2 separate regions of the Oryza sativa genome follow, and region 1 is linked to region 2. A link is a contact called in public HiCAR-type data. All regions are on one chromosome and are shown on one strand. Each heading gives the region's core, a stretch centred on a gene start, on an enhancer-like site or on the middle of the called end of the contact. The rest is flanking DNA. Distances are from core to core; before and after follow the strand shown.

The links. HiCAR-type assays count read pairs that join an accessible place to other places.
Region 1: a HiCAR-type map of leaf shows a contact between it and region 2, with 2.0 times the contacts expected there. The contact joins the promoter of LOC4329091 here to the promoter of LOC4329084 in region 2. A contact is called at or near these places in 3 of 15 Hi-C or Micro-C datasets (all in leaf) and 1 of 4 datasets of contacts at active chromatin or transcription factors (leaf).

Annotation. Positions count from the first base shown.
Region 1 is chr2:11,594,470-11,601,583 of ASM3414082v1, forward strand. LOC4329091 (eukaryotic translation initiation factor 1A) reads left to right here and starts at 3,285. Exons shown (of 1, transcript XM_015768147.3): 1 at 3,285-4,042. The coding sequence starts at 3,367. The coding sequence ends at 3,795.
Region 2 is chr2:11,451,803-11,458,828 of ASM3414082v1, forward strand. It overlaps LOC4329084 (L-type lectin-domain containing receptor kinase SIT2-like), which reads left to right and starts at 5,134. Exons shown (of 1, transcript XM_015770915.3): 1 at 5,134-7,026. The coding sequence starts at 5,326. It overlaps LOC4329083 (a long non-coding RNA gene), which reads right to left. Exons shown (of 3, transcript XR_010739162.1): 3 at 4,660-4,898.

The DNA.
Region 1 (7,114 bases), core at 2,035-4,534, 140 kb after region 2:
GTAGTACCTCATGGTACCTACTCACGGACCGTAAAATTGCTTGCCATTGAAAGTTATAGAGGCGCATCGGAGGCAGCAGAGGTGGTCACCACAGGCTGAAGTTTTAAGGACGAGATGATTCAATGTCATCAGGGCAGTACCATAGGCCCAGTTTAGATGGTAAAAATTTTTGTTTTGTGGTGTCACATCGAATATACGGACACACATTTGAAGTATTAAATGTTGTCTAATAACAAAATAAATTACAGATTCCGTCAGGAAACTACGAGACGAATTTATTAAGCCTAATTAATCCGTCATTAGCAAATATTTACTGTAGCACCATATTGTTAAATCATGGCGCAATTAAGCTTAAAAGATTCGTCTCGCAATTTACACGCAAACTGTGTAATTGGTATTTTCTTATCCATATTTAATACTCTATACATGTGTTCAAACATTCGATGTGATGGGTGAAAAGATTTTGTTTTGGGAGCTAAACATGGCCATAGTCACAAAAATTCCCAGGTCAATGGATCAAGGAACACGGAACTCTACTTTTCAAAGGTTTCCCATGACAATGAACATGCGTTGTTCCACATTTTTGGTAACTATAGTCAGCACATAAAAGATAAGGTGCTCATAATATCTGATTGTGATATTATATACGACTATAGACAACAGCACGTAACATGAGGAAAACCTACATTGTACAAAATTAAATGCAAGTGTAGAATAGCATGGTGGACCTAATGTGTCTGAGCCTAGTCTGGACTATTAGTGCCCATAGCAGTCAGGGAATATACAAAATCATATTGATGTACTTTCTCCGTTTCACGATGTAAATCATTCTAATATTTTCCACATTTAATACTAAAATGACATCAATATAAATATGGGAAATACTAAAATGACTTATATTGTGAAACTGAGGGAGTAGCAGATAATCTGATGTACATACAACAAAAAAGTTGAATTATCATTTGTATTTTTTATGCACAATTATCATGATTAATGCATACTAACAAGTAACAACCAGCTCTCACGACATTTTATCGTAATAATGTACTTACAAGAACAGATCATACCACATTTCTTTAATGTAACAAAAGGGGAAAAAAAGGAGAAGAACAAAAGAGATGACTGATGTTCACTTGTTGTAATCTCGGGGTTGACAGGTGGACCATCATTCTTCTTGAGCTGCACCCTCACTCTCCCCACCTGGAACGGATCCCGCGGGTACGCCTTATCCGACTACTCGAAAGTGTTCATTCCGTAGTTACATGTAATCGCAAATTAAGGGCATGTTTAGATTGTAGCTAAAATAAACCTTTAACAAGTTTTCGCAATGGACGTAACTACACGGCTAGTGGTAGCTGGTTTGTCTAAACCAGCTACCACTCTATCTATAAGAGGCACCATCCACCTATATTTCAAATACAATTTTCTCTTAAACTACTCATCCGATCTACGATCCGATTACACCGTTGTGTTCGTAACAATTAAATCTTTACAACAAGATCTCACATGATTATATTTTGATGAAAAATCACAAATTACTTTTATGATATGTCTAAATTACTTTTAGATTTCACTAAGTTACTTCTTAGATATATAAAAGTAAATTCAGTAAAACCTAAAAGTAATTTACATATATTATAGAAGTAACTTAGAACAAAATGAAGGTAACTTTAGCATGTCATAAATCTATTGTAGAGATAAAAACATTATCAGCACAAATTAAATTAATCAGCACAAATTATGGAATTAACTAATAATAATAAAAAAAGTAATCACCTCAGAGCATTATAATGTATAGGAAGTATTTTAATCAAATCTAAAAATAACTTTTAGATATACATGATAATTTTTTCAATGAAAAAAGGCATTAATTAAAGTTACTTTCGTTTTCGTTTTGTTATAAGTTACTTCTATAATATATGTAAATTACTTTTAGGCTTTACTGAATTTACTTTTATATGTCTAAGAAGTAACTTAGTAAAACCTAAAAGTAATTTAGACATATCATAAAAGTAATTTGTGATTTTTCATCAAAATATAATCATGTGAGATCTTGTTGTAAAGATTTAATTATTATGAACACAACGGTGTAATCGGATTATAAATCGGATGAGTAATTTAAGAGAAAATTTTATTTGAAGCATAGATGATAGGAATATTTCCCCTACTTGTTCAATGGATTAATAGCAACCAAAACTCCTAAAGTACTAGCACGTGGGGTATCTCTGGTTAAAACTAATTGGAGAGGCCTCTCCAATTAGATTTTACCTTTCGCAATGCTAAAATTTTGGCAAGATAACAATATTGTAAAAATAATTTTGGTAGGATTTCATATGTATTGACCAAATTTAACAACAAACTAAACGTAGATATTTTTTTAGTAACTTTACTAAAAATTAGTATGGTTGAAAATGACATTAAAGTGAACAGGCCTCGAGTAAAGAAACACAGATTGAAGGATTTTGCCCTCAAAAAAAAAGAAAAACAAAGTTTGGCCTTGATTGATCTGGGCCAAACCTGGGTCCTTTCCCCGAGGGATATGAGCCAGAGTGAACAGCCCATATCCGCGCAAAGGCCAGGATTTGGCCCATATGCTGAAGTTGTGAACAATAAGTTGGTTTCCCATTTTCAGAATTTAAAATGCAGGTAAAATTTGAAGTATGTAATACACAATTCGAAATCTTAATATATTTGTGCAAACAGATACTCCTATAAAATTGTACTTATGGTAGTAGTACGTTTACAACTGTATAATAAGAGTGTTTTGAGAGAAAGGGGAGAGAGAATTAATAAGATGCATAAAACAAAATTAGCTATTACTAGCATATATTTAATTGAATATTAATTATTTTTAATTTAATAGATAGATTAATATAATTTTTAAATCAACTTTTCTATAGAAGTTTTTTTTCTAAAAACCTAACGTGGTTTTTTTTCGGAAAGCATATGCGCGCGAAAGAGGGGTTCTTCTTTTTGTATTTTCTGCTGCCGAACGCTGCCTAAAACTTGCTCGGTACGAAAGCGGAGGAGATTAGGATCAATTTCGTCGTTAGTCAACGACGCGTTTACCAGCTTATCCAGTTATCCCCCAGTAGAGTGGCCACCACGTTTCCGTTCCGCGTCCGCCCAAGCAAAACAAAAAGACCTCCTCACCCCGCCAAGACTAAATCCCAACCGTCCACTCTCTCCGACCTCCCTAGATCAACGGCTCAGATCCCACCCCGCCCCCGCCACCCGGCCTCTTCTTCTCTATAAACGAAACCAAAACCACCACAGCTTTCCCCACCCACGAACAAAAGCAGCGAGAGAGAGGCAGAGAGCGAATCGAATCGATCTCTTGTGTTTGTTGATCGATCGAGGTCGAGGATGCCGAAGAACAAGGGGAAGGGAGGGAAGAACCGGAAGCGGGGGAAGAACGAGGCGGACGACGAGAAGCGGGAGCTGGTGTTCAAGGAGGACGGGCAGGAGTACGCGCAGGTGGCGCGGATGCTGGGCAACGGGCGGTGCGAGGCGCAGTGCATCGACGGGACGAAGCGGCTGTGCCACATCCGCGGGAAGATGCACAAGAAGGTGTGGATCGCGGCGGGGGACATCGTCCTCGTCGGCCTCCGCGACTACCAGGACGACAAGGCCGACGTCATCCTCAAGTACATGAACGACGAGGCCCGCCTCCTCAAGGCCTACGGCGAGATCCCCGACCACGTCCGCCTCAACGAGGGCGTCGTCGACGAGGACGACGCCGCCGCCCACGACGACTACATCCAGTTCGAGGACGAGGACATCGACAAGATCTGATCTCATCTACCCACTGCTGCTGCTGCTTCATCAGTCCAATGGTACAAAGAAACAATCCAAGAATTGCTTCTTGTTACTTGCTACTATTGTGATGTGTGGTGTGATATTATAATCACGGTGGTGTGATGTGTGAGGTCGTCTGCCTGAGAGAGACCTGTATATATGGAAGAGATTCGGGGGGCAATTATTCTGCCCAATAATCAAATATTGAATCGAATTGCTCGCTTTACGCGATGGGGTTCATCTAGTTTTGTTCTACTCTGGTTCATGTCTGATCAGTCTCTGTTGTTACACAGTTTTCATTACTTAGGGCTGTAGCCTGTATGCACTGGAACTAATATATTAACAGTATTTAGTATTCTGACTGATTCATTGCTACCTGATTAGTGTTATTCAGTTCAACGGGAACGCATATATATGTTTTAGATTTTCTTTCTTTGTTCGCTGTGCAATCTTGTGCTTTCTCCTTAGGCTGTTCCACGCTTTTGAAACATTAAAGTAGCCCATTTTCAATTGCTCTGATCTAGCTGTTTGCTCTCTCTGTTTGTATGCTGAACATGCTCGATAGTTTTGATCCTCAACGGAGAAATCGATGTTTCAAACTGATCTGTAAACAACAAATCTTTACTACGTAATTTTTTTGGCCTGAATCCTAGATGTCGCTGCGTTATGTTCGTCGACCTACTGGTATACATACCGCATGATTGTATTTGTCATATGCAGATTAATTACTCGTGTGGGTTCTTCTTTTCTGTTTGTAATTAATTGTAGTCAAGATATCTTCGGAACCTTATTCGATATTAATGATCCACAATTGGAATCACCAACAAGGCTGTTGTTTATCACCTGCCTGTGATTAGTTGATTAGGGTGAGTATTAGGGTGAGTGTATGGGAAGGGCACTTTCTTTTAGTACTATCTAGGAGTTTTTACCGTGCTAACAAAAGCAGGAGTATTCGTTCCATAGTATACTTTGTTTACCTGTGCATTTCTCACAGAACAGTTTTTCACCCGCTAGAGGTGCAATAAAAACAGTACTAGTTGAATCGATGCAAAGTATGACACAATCATGGAATATTAAAAAATAAATGTTTTCCATGCAATATTGCGGCATATATTTGATTGGCTCAGGATGATAAGAATATTATGATTGCATTGGGCATCTCTTCATCTGGTGGAAAGTTTTTCTTATGCTTATTCTGAACCATTGGTTATTTCCTTGCTTTTTTCGAATAATGAATAGAAACCCATCCTCTGTATCAATAAGTGGATATATACAACTAGGTTATTTTCTTGTTTGTAGAACCATGTTTTGATATCTCGGTTTAATTTTATTATTAAGTAGTAATAGGATGGGCTAAAAGGGTGATTGCCGATAAGACAATGGATATGATGGTTACTCACGCAAAGCGTACAGACGCGTTGCGCACATGGGAGGAGGGGAGAGAAGGAGGACGACTACACTTTTACATTAGTAAAATAAATTATTTAATGCTCTGTCGTGTGGAAGCAAGGGTAGAGATGCAGTATTTAATGCTTTGGTGAGATATTCAAGAAAAGGACTAGTGCTCGAAGAGACCCCTTCCTCCCGTGTCGCTCTCGCACGGGTGGCTCGGGGGGCAAAACCCTAGCCGCCCGCGCCGCTGCAACCCCGCCCTCTCCTTCACCTCGCCGCCGCCGAAGCTCGCCAGCGGCGAGGCCAATCAAGCTTGGAGACCCACCTCGGTGCGAGGAGGATGGGGCCAAGCCGATGACGTCGACCTCAGCGTCGGAGGCGGAGATGGCGGGGCGGCGTGGGAAGGTGGCGGATCCAGTGCCTCTGAGGTTGGATCTAGCGCCCAGATCTGGCCAATGCGGCAACAACAACCCAGGCATGGCGGCAGCGCGACGGCACGATGGCGACGGCGTGGCGGCCTGGGGATGGTGTGGTGGAGGCGCAGCCAAGGACTCCCCGGCAGTGGAGCGGCCTCCCCGGTGGAGGTGTGGCTGAGGAGGGCTCGGCGGCAAGGCTGTTGCGGTGGCGTGGCGACCCGAGGCGGCGGCTGCTGTGGTGGTGGCGCCGGCGCTGACGCCACTGGCGATGTGGTGGCAGTGCAAAGGTGCAAGGGAGTGGTGGCAGTGCAAAAGGAGCTGGCGGCGGTGGGTTGTTTTCCTCATTGCTGATGGGCACCCTCACCCTTCCTGGAGCTCCTCCCCTTCTTTGCGGGGAGTTTCTAAGTTAGATTGAGGCGGCAGCCGGTTAACGGGGATAGCTCAGGCCATCGGCACGACGTCGTCCAGTCGCGGGTTCTCCTTTGGCCAAAATTGGTGAGGGGGCTGGCAGGTGGCGGGACAGAAGAGGCCTGGGCCAGCTTCCAGGGGTGGCGGCAGGGTGTAGCAGCATGTGTGAAAGTCGGTCGGCGGAGGGGTGCCAGTGCGGTGGGGTGGAGACCTCGTGCTGCCATTGCCGGTGCGGTGGTTTCTGAGCTAATGGGCAACAAGCTTCAAAGCAAGGTTGTAGGGGCTCCAGGCGAAAGCCTCGCATGGTGGTTCATCGGGCCGGCAACGGCAACGCCTTTGGCGTCGCAACCCCCCTTGGGGCGCTGTTGAGGATTCCTCTCCTCCTTGGGGAGTTTCTCTGGGTGAAAACCACATCTTTTAGATGGGCGATGGCGATGGCAGCATCCTTGATGTCGTGACCTCCTTTGGGGCATCGTTTTCAGAGTCTCGTCTTTTGTAGTGTTGTCATAGGCCCGGTGACGATCGGCCACGCATAGCGGGGGTCGTTTTGGTTCTAGGTTCCTCTCTCAATGGTTTGTTCTTGCGTGGTTAGCACGTGGTTCTTGGTTGTGCACTTTGGTGCACTTCCGCCCTCAACAGCTTCTGTCGACTTTTTCTTATAACTTTATTCCTTCTTAATTTACTCGGATGGCCCCCTTCGGCCTTCCCCGGCGAAATAAAAAAGTATTTCATGCTTTGCCAAAATCAGCTGTGACTGTTTCTTTTCTAGCTAATTAAATATTATGGTCTATTTTTCCCCCCAATTCTTGAAGAAAATCTGCTCTAACAAAAAACCTGCCGTTGCTTGCAACCAAATTACCAATTAATCATGTTTGAGTATAAAGTGAAGGGCTTGCTTAATGCCCTACCACTTTCTTGCTGAATTGCTTCGAAACTCCTTTTCTGTTTTATTCTCTGAAATTATTGGCCTTCTAATACTTGCCAATTGTTCTGCTTTAGATTAGGGTCCAAAAGCCTATCAACATGTTGTACGATTGCAATTATTTGTCGAGCTGATTGCAGAAGCAAATTTCTTTGTTCTGATTATATTTTTCCGTGTT
Region 2 (7,026 bases), core at 3,884-6,383:
AAGAGATAGGGACGAACACAGCCTTAACCGCATAATTGCATTTGCATGCATGGCTGACCAGCTGAAGGGGAGGGTGGGGGAACTGGGAAAACTAAAGCTCGGGTCATGGCATTGCCTGATCTAGAAGAAAAGGATGGACTGATCTGGTCAAATATACCGTGTCAATAGTGTTGTTCAAAGGGATGGAATTGAAACAGCGATATGCATGTAATTGGCTCTGTGCGAATGTGTGTTCATAACAAAATATACTATATATATATGCGCATGGTCAAATTCAAGTGGGTGTACCGAGGGTAGGCATAATAGACATAATTATAATTAAATATAGTAGTTCGATCCTCGAAACAACCTGACTTAGGGATTAGGATCCGGTGCAGTCATAGTAGAGACTACAAGTTTAGCAGTTGGAATCATTTTTCATCATTAGATCAAGACAATTAACAGCTGAAACAAATGCTACAGGTGTATTAAACAGTAATTGCTACAGTACATGCTACAGGAACTAACTTTGTACGGTCCTTTGTGAACAGTATTTAGGAAAAATCTAGGGCGTTAATTTGTAATCCAATGGTGTCGGTAGGACTGCTTAAGTCGCAGTGGCTATAGCCACTGCATGTGATCCCCTTTGGTCAACACCTCTCCGAAAAAAAAAAGTTGGTAAAAATAAGTTGCTTCGTACTTCGTAATTTCTTAAGAGTGTTGATACTAGGCTCTGCCTTAGTACATATCCACATTTTGAAATAACCTAATTCTAGTGTACTCCATCCGTTTCATATTATAAATTATTTGACTTTATATAAAAAATTAGAAATATTTAAAATATCAAATTAGTTTTATTAAATCTAATATTAATATATGTTTATAATATGTTTGTTTTGTGTTGAAAATTCTAATATACTTTTCTATAAACTTGGCCAAATTTAAACAAGTTTGTCAAGAAAAAAAAGTCAAATGACTTATAATATGAAACGGAGGGAGTAGCATATCAACAACAGTGTTAATCTTGAGCGGTACATGTCTAAACCAAGATTTTGTACCAAAGTTTCTCTTAGAAATACAAACTCTTCAATCTTACTCATCGTTCTAGCTTCATAGCCATTTTTTTATCTTTGGTCATTAATTTTTAGAAATTTATTTAGTTTGGCATCATACTATTTAATTATAGTATTTATGTTTTTAGATTTATTACGAGAAATATCTCATAATATATTAATTAAACTACATGAATTTTTAAAAATCAATGGTCAAAGCGAAGTGAGTATAGCTCAACTGGTTAAGTTCTTTATGGTGGAACCAGCCCACCCAGATTTAAGTATTAGACTTAACACATGTACTGCTCGTATTATTCAGTGGTAGGCGACGTATCCATCGACAATGAGATATCTGTAGTGACTTCGTTAATTTTAAGATATGTCAGCTTAGTTTTTCGGAGAAGCTCGATGTATGTGTATATTTATAGAGGTGAGTGTATACCCATTATAAACGTATGTGTTTTTACATTGTTTCTAAAAAGAACTAATGGTGAAAGATACCAATGTTTAACTTATAACAAATCTACCACGAGACAAGTAATTTGGAATACTATCGTTGCTCAATGTTGCAGACTTACAGCTTGAAATGGACCCACTGTCTTAAGAGGTTGAGAACGGCTGGTTTTGCATAAAAGCCCCTGAATGATAAGCTAATTACACTTCAATTATAACATATGCAAAGGAGGACATAAAAAGATAAAAACAATCAAGTCCTTCCAACGACCACATTGGCGATGGTTGGATCCTCACTCATGGCAACAGCAGGAGCAGAAGAACCATGGTTAGCTGCAATGTGTAGAGCCAATGAGCATATCCAAAGGGAGCCTCTCGACGGATGTTGAAGTCACCTTAGCCCATAGGAGAAATCATCAGCCACCTTTTGCAAAGCTACAGTCAGAGACGAAGTAGACAACCACCGTAGGTGTAGGAGACTCGCAGGAGATGGAGCAAATAGTCGGCGCAACCTTTTCTTTGATAGCCTAGAGGACAAGTCTTCAAACCTAAGCAAAGCAGCAAAACTCCCAACTAAAGGTGTTGGAGGTAAACCCATCATTTCACCGGGCAGGAAGACGATGCCAGCAAGAACGCTGATGAGGTCCACCATGTCCGTCAAGTTGATACAAGAAGAGTTGAACATTGGCGACCCTCTTTAGCTACACAAAGAACGGGAGAGACCTAACTAGACCTAAACCTATCTACTAGTGGAGAAAGGAGCCGAACCCCCTCTCCTAGACGCCGACGACTGGGTGGCCACCGGAGAAGGAAGGGAAGGGGCCAAAAGTCAAAGCTTTTTTTTTTTGCCCAAGAAGCCGCCTTTCGCTAGGCATTTCGAGGTGAAGAGATAAGGACTAATGCCAATTGATTAGGACTTTACGTCGTCCACAACTATCATTGCACGATATAATGTCCACAGAGTGATTTTCAAGGATCAAACCTCGTCATCATGCCAAAATATGGAGTTAGCTTAGCATTTTCCACAATTTTATTGCCAGGTATCTTAAAAATCATATACTATTATTAGAATTTTTTGGGGATTTTCTATGTTTAAATTCGAACAATTTTTATCAAACCCTATCGCTGGTAGCTTGGGAAACCCTGCTTTCTACATGTCAACGGCTTTGCATCCCGGCTTCAATTTTTCTAACTTTTCTAAAGAGCCCTCGCCTGATGATATTTAAAATTAAATTCAGGCATACATATCATCACTACCATATATATGATAGCTGTTTTTTTTAGAGAAATATATATTAGCTGTTGATTTTTTTTTTGCTAGTTAACCCCTAATTTGCTAGATTCAATACATATATGGTAATGAATCTAGCAAAACTCTACAAAATTCATGTCTCAATCTAGATTTTGTTTACATGTTAATGTTCAAAACTAAACAGTGTTTAGTTGCATACGAGGTTTTAAGATGATATACAGTGTAATACAGTGAGAACATTCTCATGTAAAGGGGCCTGTGGGTTGTTTCATCTGGGAGAAGCTTCAATTCTTCATCTGTTCTTGTCCCTGGGTTTTCATTTTGTCCATTACTCTGTTCTTATCTTCACAGAAATAGTAGTCTCCTACTCTCCTTTTCCTCACAAGCTAGCTAATGTTCTAAAGTTGCCTGAAAATGACGTGTCTGAGCTTTCCTCATGTGGTTTTCAATTAACAGAGAAAGTCATAAGCAGCCCTGCAGGACATCTGACCAGATTATCTTTGACTTCACTGAATTTCAGAATCAAACGTAGCAGATTCCTTACAGTTTCGTGTTTACACGACCAAGACAATCTTCACTACTTATCCGATTTTTTATCCTCATGAAAAGAATTAATCTTTATATGATAATATTGGGCCTGTTTGATTTGGAGCCAATTTTTGGCCAAAAACTTTAGTAGTGTCAAAAACTTACCTTGACAAGTTTTGGTATTACCAAATTTAATAATGTAGAATTCAAACTATGAAAGAAACCAAACATTGTTGCCAAAATTTTGGGTGGGTAAAAATTGGCTTCAATTCAAACAAGCGCATTGTTTCAAATATTGTCACATAGTGAAGTCTAAACTTTCTCATGAATGGTTCTCTTGGGCTTATTCGTTTCAGCGTTTGGACTGAGATTTCTGGGCGGCATGCAAAACGAGATAAGTTATTAGTGCATGATTAATAGAGTATTAATTATTATAAACTTTTTTTTAAAAAAAGAAACATCTATATAGAAAATTTTTTACATAGTTTATGAATTTGGGAAGTAGCCATCCCAAAAAGCTATTTAGAACACACCCTTAGCAAGTATAGCATATTTTTTTCAAGGACATGTCAGTATAAAATGAAAAGAAAAAAAAATTCCATTTTACTCCCTTGACTTAATTCAATGTAGAGTACTGCTATACGTATGACCCGTTGTACGAATAGAGACATGTAACCATAGATCAATCAAAGGAGAGCATGTTCATATACACTAAAATACAGTCTTACATGAGTCGGACATTTGGATCATATGCATAGCAATTTCCTTCAATGTATCGCTTAACCTGTTGTACTACTTTTGGTTCATTTTTACCACTAAAACTATTAAACCATTGAAATGGATCACTTTACTACTTATTGACATTTGTCTTTTTTGTTACTATTTATATAAGTTGTATTTAAAGCTGAAATTTCTTAGACATAGATAGCACCATTATCGAAGTTGAAATTTGTTTTCATGGTTGTTTGCTTTAACTTTAAATTTTTGGTGTTTAAATCGGGCTTATGCGCTTTCATCCTACGCGAAGTGAGAAAAAGAATAAAACAATGTTGATACGTAAGTTGTGAATGCATCTGTATTGTCCTAAATTTTTAATGCGAACTATGACTTGTATAGATGAAAAAAGAGAGAAATAGTGGTAGGAATGAAGCTGAACCCTTTTCAATAGCTTCAATAGCTAAGGGTGTAAAATGAAAAAAAAATAGTTTAGGGAGTTATGTGCTCCGGTGAAATAGTTAGGAGGAGTAAAATGTTTTTTTAAAAAAAAATTATGGCCATCTAAATTTTCAGAAAACAAAAGATTATATTATTCGAAGTTACGATAGTACGGCATAATGAGAAGTCAATAGGCACACGTATGCATGATATTATTTACCTATAAAAAGATTAATGGCATATGATATAACAAGCACTACAAATAGATAATTAATGGACATGCAGGTTGAAATTGCTGCCTGAGTTAATGAAACCGAAGCTAAATTGTCTGCAAATCAAATAACTAAAGTCTACTGTATAGACGGTACACAACAACTTGCAAGCAAGAACACCCAACTTTTCTCCCTGAACCAAAGCCTGGATAACAGGTGCATCTTCACTTGGATTCACTAGGCAGTAGCCACTGGACGTTGAGTTCTCTACAAGGTCAAACCAAACTAATCAAACTTTGGCACCATTTCTCCACAAAGTTTCTACATCAACACTTCTATAATTGTCAGGTACACCCAGTCCTGTTCAGCACTTGAGATATTTTTCCTTAGAACACATTAATTAGAGTTGGACGCCGCCCCAAGTGTTGAATTCTGAAACTCTGAATTAATCTACCAGGAGATGAGCACACACAGGACCTAGCTTTTCCCTGCATGATGATTATTCAAAGAAAAATTCCATGATTCCACATTACTATCACACCAGGAATAGTTCAACTGACAAGCTGCGCAGCTGGACTGAAACCTTCAGCTCATGTTCATATAAACCATTCTGGTAAGTACAAGCTAATGAGAGAATACATTGTCCATTAACACTAGAGAGAAGCTAGCTAGTGAGATAACACAGAATTCAGATATGCAGCATATGGTTAAGCCAGTTTGCATATTGTGTCTACAGTGTAGCCTCCTCTATGGCGTTCATCTTGCAGCAGCCGTTGCTGCTGCCGGTGACGGCAACGGCGGGGACCAGTTTGCCTACTCCGGCTTTGCCGGAGTGAAGGACCTAACCCTCGACGGCACGGCCATGGTCACACCAGATGGCCTACTCGAGCTGACCAATGGCAAGCCGCAGGTTAAAGGCCACGCATTCCATCCGACGCCGCTGCGCTTCGAGGAGTTGTCGTCACCAGAAGGCGGGGAGAAGAAGGCAGCAGTGCGGTCTTTCTCGGCGTCCTTTGTGTTCGGCATCGTCACTGCCTCCCCTGGTGTCGGCGGCCATGGCATCGCCCTCGTCATCACCCCAACCAAGGACCTCTCCTCCGGGCTCGCCAGCACATACCTGGGATTCCTCAACAGATCAAGCAACGGCGACAACAGAAATCACATCTTCGCGGTTGAGCTTGATACCATCCAGAGCCCCGAATTCTCCGACATCGACGACAACCACGTCGGCATCGACATCAATAGCCTTGTGTCTTCAAATGCCTCTGATGCCGGCTACTATGATGACAACACCGGTGAGTTCAAGAGTCTAACACTGGTTAGTGGGAAAGCCATGCAAGTATGGGTGGACTATGACGACGATGCTACACAGATTGACGTGAGGCTTGCTCCGGTAGGAATCAAGAAGCCCATGAAGCCATTGGTCTCTACGAGATCCAACCTCTCAACAGTGATCACCGATGAAGCATATGTGGGCTTCTCAGCGTCGATAGGCACAATGACCTCGCAACACTACGTGCTCGGCTGGAGCTTCGGTGTGGGCACGCAAGCTCCGGCCATTGACATGGACAAGCTTCCCAAGTTACCTGGCAGAAGAAGCAAGAAGTCTTATCCGCCCAAGACCATGGTGATAGCTCTACCAATAGTCTCGGTGGTGCTTGTGATTGTCGTTGCTGCTGGTGTTTTTCTACTGATTAAGAGGAAGTTTCAGAGATATGTCGAACTGCGTGAAGATTGGGAGCTTGAGTTTGGAGCACATAGACTGTCATACAAGGATTTGCTTCAGGCAACAGAACGGTTCAAGAACAAGAACTTGCTTGGAATTGGAGGGTTCGGGAGGGTGTACAAAGGAGTGCTTCCTACTTCTAGTTCGGAGGTTGCTGTGAAGAGGGTATCACACGACTCAAGGCAAGGAATAAAGGAGTTTGTTGCTGAGGTAGCAAGCATTGGTCGCCTCCGGCACCGCAACCTCGTACAACTGCTTGGTTACTGTCGGCTCAAAGAAGAACTTCTTTTGGTCTACGACTATATGCCAAATGGTAGTCTCGACAAATATTTGTACAGCCATGATGACAAGCCTACTCTGAATTGGGCTCAAAGGTTCCAGATTATAAAAGGTATTGCATCTGGCTTGCTTTATCTTCACGAGGAGTGGGAGCAAATTGTTATCCATCGGGACATCAAACCAAGCAATGTGCTCCTTGACAACGACATGAATGGACGGCTAGGTGATTTCGGGCTCGCAAGGCTCTACAACCGTGACACCGAGCTACAAACAACAGTTGTTGCAGGTACCTTTGGTTATATGGCCCCCGAATTAGCACTAACCGGGAAGGCATCCCCTCTTACCGACGTGTTCGCCTTTGGCGCATTTCTCCTTGAGGTCACCAGTGGG